Linked DNA regions of Mus musculus: region 1 is linked to region 2. The links are chromatin contacts, called in public promoter capture Hi-C maps. All regions are on one chromosome and are shown on one strand. The core of a region is the stretch at or near the end of the contact, and the rest is flanking DNA. Distances in the headings are between cores, read along the strand shown. Region 1 holds the start of Samd12 (sterile alpha motif domain containing 12). Region 2 holds the start of Eif3h (eukaryotic translation initiation factor 3, subunit H).

Region 1 (3,097 bases), core at 4-2,503, 2.0 Mb after region 2:
CAGACTCAGTCCTGAGTTTACAGGTGTTGAGTGTATGAGTTGGACCCTTGCTACTTCAAGTAAAGGGCCAGGGTATTTATTTCATTTGCTGTCTCCTGAGGCAGAGAGGTGAGGCAGAAGCAAGAAACCCTGTTGGTTGTTCTTCTCTGTAGCCTCCAAGGAACCGGATCATTTCCCTTTGGCAAGCAGCCTGATGTCGCTGGCAACCACGCCTTCCTTTTCCTGCTTCAGGTCCCCTCTAACCCTAAGTGCACTCAGGAACCATAATTCTGGAAGTGAAGGTAGGCTCCCTTTATAATCCTACACTCATTTCACTTTATCTCATCATAGAGGTATGAGACACCAGAAACCCTCCTGCTACACATGCCCTCCCTTTCATCTCCCCCGCCCATATCCCCGGACCTACCCTGAACAAAAAGTCTGTCCTCTAAAGTAAGTGAAAGTGACGTGGAAAACTCCAATCCCTCAAAATTTGCCTGACCCAACTCTTAACCGGAAAGTACAAAACAGGCAGGGCTGTGCAATCAAAATGGCAAACTCGAAGTCCAAAATTATACAAGGAAATAGGAAGGCAGTCTTCAAAGGAAAGAATTTCCCAATCCAAGCGGCTGCCTTACACTGATTCTGTGAACTTTGCTAACCCCTGGGCAGGACTATACAGAAGCAGATGTAAAGGCAGCCCCATCCTAGGGGCATATCTGCTACAGGCACTGCTGGTTACACACAGCGAGGGGTCCTCGACCCAGTGGCAATCCAAGCTTCTGGATGACGCACCTGGCTAGAGTCCTTTCCCACGTGTGGGTGGCAGAGCGTGCATCCCCAGCAATGTGGCCACCCAGCCTACCTTGGCTGGAGGGGAAGGGAAAGGGCAAGTCAGGGCTATTCCCTCGCGCTGGACTTCCCGGTTGTCCACCCATTTCCATCACAAAGCTGAGGACTGGGAGCGCTCTTTTTTCACCTTCTGCCCTGAAGTCCTGCTCACCTACACCTCTCTCAATGGCAAACGAAGCAGGTGCCTCCTGGCCTGGCAAGGCTCAGGTGAGCGCCAAGTGGTACAAGGGAGAAGGGGCCCGCTTGCCGCCACCCCCTTTTCTCTCCTCCCCACCGGAGCCGAGCTTCATCAGGGATGTGTGAATTGGAGTGCGCGGGTTAAGAGGGAGCTTAAAACGCCCCAAGCGTCCCTTACCTTCCACAGCCATTCTCTCAGAGCTTGCCTAACGCATGCATAATTTTCTTGGCCGAGGTACTCCTCCTGCCCCGCGCTCCCCCCTCCCCTTGCTTTCGCCTAAATATTCTGCGCTCATCTGCTCCAGGACCAACCTGCTGCGGTCACGCAAAGCGAACAGCCAGCTCCTGCTCCGCGCGAGGCGGCATGGGAGTTGTAGTCCGTTCTTGCACAATCTCCCAACCCCCTCGAAGCCTCCCATTTGTCCCGTGCAGCTCGATTTCGCCACCACAGTAGGAGCGTATATCTACATTCTGTGACATAGGACTGACTACCTGCTCTTCTACGGACCTCGGAAGGGAACCCCGAGAGTGATGGATGATGACATTTGGGAGGACTACATCTCCCAGACTGCCGTGCTCCTAGCTTCTTTCAGCTTTGAGAGAACTCTTGATTGAGACCTTAGCTGTCATTTAAAAGCTTTTAGGCACCTAGCAGTCTTTGGGAGGGAGACAGCAGGGCAGTGGACTTGGCGGGCCACTGGAATCTGGGCGCACTTGGTCAGTGAGGAGAGCAGATGCGCTGGGGATGCTTGTGGCAGTCCCTCTGGGCCAGAGACTTACTCCACAAGGTGCAGTCAAAACTTGTTCTCATCCTGAAATATTTGGGGTTGTGAGATGTCCCTCCAGGAGAAACAGCTGACTTCTGAACCTCTTGGTTGTTTACAGAGTTAAATACTGACGAGGGTAGGATGGCTTTAAAATCTTCCAAAGACAATATCCTAATGAGGCTGCTAAGATTACATTTTCAGGGCATCAGAGCATGGAATAGCTGGATTCCAAAGTGAGAGGCTGTCAACTTTCCTGGCTAGGGTGTCCCTTGGCTGCCTGTGATAGAGTCTTAACACTATACACAGTTTAGTTGCTTTCCACCTCTGAACCTATGATCTTCCTGTGGGGCTGTCTGGTACAATTTTAAATACATACTACATACATGCGTGCATACATACATATATACAAACAAACAAAGAGAGAATCACATGTATGACAGAAACTCCCTGTCGCACCACTGGAGTTCCTGCCTGGCTACAGGAGGTGGCCTCTTCAGGTTCCATATACCCAATGCATTGAGTCATACCTAAGGACACCCCAGTGATTCTTCGGCACCTCCCCTATCCCAAGTCCCAAGTCTCTGTCTCTTCCTGAAGATGCTCCTTACCTCCTACCACATCAGTTGCAGATTTCCATTCATTCTTATGGCCATCCAGCCATCCCCCTGCCCCTCCCTGCACCCAACCCCTTGCCTCCCACTCCTCTCCTGATCCCCACTCTATCCAGTTCCCTTTCTCCATCTGCCTTCTACAATCATTCCATTCCCCCTTCCAAGTGTTTTCCTGACCAGCATCCTTGGGTCTCTTGGACTGTAGCATGAGCATCCTGTATTTTTTTTATTAATCACTTTATTCATTTATATTTGAAATGATATCCCCCTTCCCAGTTACCCCTCTGCAAAGTCCCCATCCCATCTTCCCTCTCCCCCATCCCCTTTACCTCTATGAGGGTGCTCCTCCATCCACTCATGCACTCCTGCCTCACTGTTCTAACATACATACACTGGAACACCAAGTCTCCACAGGACCCAGGGCCTCCCCGCCCATTGATGTCAGATAAGGCCATCCTCTGCTACATATGTGGCTGGAGCCATCGGAGCTATTTGTACTCTTTGGCTGGTGGTTTAGTCCCTGGGAGCTCCATGTGGTTTAGTTAACTGATATTGTTCTTACTATGGCGCTGCAATCCCCTTCATCTCTTTCAGTCCTTCCCTCTAGCTCTTCCATTGGGGTCCCTGGGCTCAGTCAGATTGTTGGCTGTGAGTATCTGCATCTGTATTGGTCAGGTGCTGGTAGAATATCTCAAGGAACAGTCATACCAG
Region 2 (3,210 bases), core at 605-3,104:
CACCTACCTGTTGACTTTTACAACTCTAGAAGCCAAGTAATTCAAAGAGTGGTTTCAAATTATACAAAAATGCAGTTAAGACATAAGTTATGACTTAAAATACTTTCCAAGTGTTGAAATGATACTTTACAAGTCCACCCACCAACTAATTTGCGATCTTTAAACATGTATTATTTATTCCTAAAAGGCACCTGCCTCAAAAAGCCATTGAAAGCTGAAACTGTCAGCTAAGTAAACAACCTAACATTTCTTTTTCACAGTACTATGCAAGTGATACTTAACTGGAGGCATAAAGCTTTCTAAACTTAAGCTCTTCCCTGCATCTTTCAAACTCTGACATCCACAGGTATTACAGTCAGTAACAAGCACAGCTTACAGTCTCCCATGCTCACCACATACAGGTTTTCACATAATCCAAACGATACACCAATGCCTAACTACTTCTCAATCCCATCTGAACACATGAGGTAACTAAAGCTGGTTAAGGCCAACTTCTTAGGGCCACAGAGACTAAGTCTATAAACATCAGGTTATATTAAACAACAAACACAAAAAAGCCTCATGACAATCTAACTAAACTATAGTCCAAAGTGAAATTACTAATAATTTCCACTTAAACACTGCCTGCTGCAATCACAATTTTCACATAAATTAAAAAATCCCTATTACAAGAGTCTTTAGCCGGGCATGGTGGCGCACGCCTTTAATCCTAGCACTTGGGAGGCAGAGGCAGGCAGATTTCTGAGTTCGAGGCCAGCCTGGTCTACGAAGTGAGTTCCAGGACAGCCAGGGCTACACAGAGAAACCCTGTCTCGAAAAAAAAAAAAAAAAAAAAAAAAAGTCTTTAGAAAATACCTAATGGATAATACCTAAAAACTGGTTTGAGAGAAAAGGGTGCTTTGGGGAAAAAAGAAAAAAGAAGAAAAGAAGGAGGAGGAGAAAGAAGGGAGAAGAAGAAGACGACGACGATGACCTTTTTCTTTTCTCTGTGGTTTTCTTTTTGAGACAAGATCTCGGTGCCAAATGACCTCAAACTCGTGGAGCTCTGCCTGCCTGGGCCTCACCTGTGCTCAGGGTAAAGACATGTGCCACCACAACCTTCAGGAGGAAGGTTCCTAAAGCTTAGAACCCCACCTCATTTCTAGATTCGCATATTTTCTCTTCCATCCACTACCTTCCCCCGAGCTTCCCCAGATACTCTAAGTCATGGATCTTATGCAGAAATAAACTTACGGCTGTGTCCTATGGCTTCTTGGGTTCACGCTGAACTCTGCCTAAGAGTTTTACCCCAGTTCTGCAAGCCCAGGTAAAGTTAACACACGCTAACACAGTAAATCTATTGAGAATGCACTTGGCAAACGCCCCTCCGGGAAGCCAAGGTGTTTCCTTTCCCCTCACTCCTCTCCCTAGAGCCCCAAACAGAACCCTAAATCCTTCCCATCACAACTGTCATTCGGTTGTAACCCCTCCTCTCCTGAGCCTCTAAAAGCCAGACCACGCCAAGCTGTCCCATACCCCCATTCCGGCCCCGTTTCTCAGCACTCAGGTCTCTCGTCGGAAAACAGGGAAGGCTGCGGTGTCTTTCGAGCAAAAGTGAAGATGAAGGAGAAGGGCGCCGAGGGGAGAGCGCGGTCAGCCCGCGCCTGGGGAAGGCGGCAGGAAGCGCGCCCGGCAGGGATCAGCCTCACACGTGGGCCTGTGGCCGCAACCCGCACTCACCAGGCCGTCGATCTGCACCTGCTTCACGGCCGAATCTCCGGAGCCGCCTTTGCCTTTGCCCTTCCCCACCGCGCCGCCAGCAGAACCGGAGGAGGTGGCGGTAGAGCCGGTGCCTTCCTTGCGCGACGCCATGTTTCCAGCCAGACAGGAAGAAAGAGAAGCGTGAGGCGCCGGAAGCGGAACTACGAGGCTCCGTGACGCTATGTTAAGGCTTTGGGGGTGGGGGGGGCGGTGTCTGGAAGCAGGCTGGGCAGGGCCCCGCCTCCTCGGTGGTGTTTCTCCCTCCCCCAACCCTCCCTGAGATTGTGGGAATCCTCTGCGCACGCGCGGAGTTTGGCCCGTACTGCTCAACCCACAGTAATTGATTAGGGTCACTCTGACTACAGAGAAAGAGCTTAGAAGCAAGAGCCATTATTCTACACCCACTCAGAATATACAGAAAATGTCTAAAACATGGTTAACTTTGATCAGTCTCTAAAATGAAAGATTTACCTGGGTAAAATACTCAGAAGTTCTTTTCTGTAGTGTTGTAGTGTGGAAGTTGATGTCATGGTAAGTATTCAGAATGCAGACTCTACGAATAATGCTGACCTATGACATGAGCTCTGAAATACATATTATCGTGACTGGAAAACACTACATCTGTTGTAGGAAGCCATTGTAATAATTCTCTGCTTTAGAGTGACTTTTTCCCTACTCCTTATTCAAAAGTAATGAAATGGTCACACTGTGGCAGAAAATATTGTATGCTAACCTTTAATTTTTGTTGTTGCTATTATTTGGGGTTTGTTATGCATCAATCTGACAGCAAGGATTAAAATGTTACTAATGATTCAATGATTCAATGTCCACTTCTACAAGTCTAGAAGGAATATTAGCATCCTGGCTCACAGAGAAAATCTCCACAAAGTATCAAAGGTGCATCATAGAAGAGTTACACTAGAAAGCAGTAGCAGGGTGTTAAAAAGCAGAAATAAAACTCTCAAAAGAATTAAGTGGGAGTTAAAACTGTGTGGTATTTATAAAGAAAAAATATCCACTAGCTAATCCTACAACATACATAGTTTGACAGGACACTGCCTCTGGAAAGCAGGGACACAAATGTGACAATGGCAGCTTGTAAAGGTGAAGGGGAAAACCCATATTAGGATGAAGTGCTTAATTTTAATTGGGTATGTTAATTAGGTGAGCCAAGGGAGGTGCTGAGTGCTGGACTTCCTTTGATAGCTGGACTTTGGTAGTCATCCACAGGAGGAGGAAGTGGCCAAATAAGGGAATGGACCTTGTTGGCTAGCTTTAGGAATGCAATCTGTTGGTTTGGTTTGATGGAGGGAATGGGGGGAGAAGGGCAAGGCCTAACAGATCGATGCCTGCAGTGCTTGGGCTGGCTAGAGTCCCTTCAGAGAAGTCCCTACTAGCTACCTTTCCATCACCAGATCTGTATTAGACGAGCCAGCCGAAGTAAAGACCCAGAGTTCAGCACCAAAGTAC

The links. Promoter capture Hi-C pulls out the DNA fragments that hold promoters and counts their contacts.
Region 1: a promoter capture Hi-C map of embryonic stem cells shows a contact between it and region 2, with 2.9 times the contacts expected there. A contact is called at or near these places in 2 of 39 promoter capture datasets (embryonic stem cells and hippocampal neurons).

The regions. Positions count from the first base shown.
Region 1 is chr15:53,901,183-53,904,279 of GRCm38.p6, forward strand. Samd12 (sterile alpha motif domain containing 12) reads right to left here and starts at 1,254. Exons shown (of 5, transcript NM_177225.4): 1 at 1,187-1,254. The coding sequence starts at 1,199.
Region 2 is chr15:51,863,607-51,866,816 of GRCm38.p6, forward strand. Eif3h (eukaryotic translation initiation factor 3, subunit H) reads right to left here and starts at 1,855. Exons shown (of 8, transcript NM_080635.1): 1 at 1,720-1,855. The coding sequence starts at 1,851.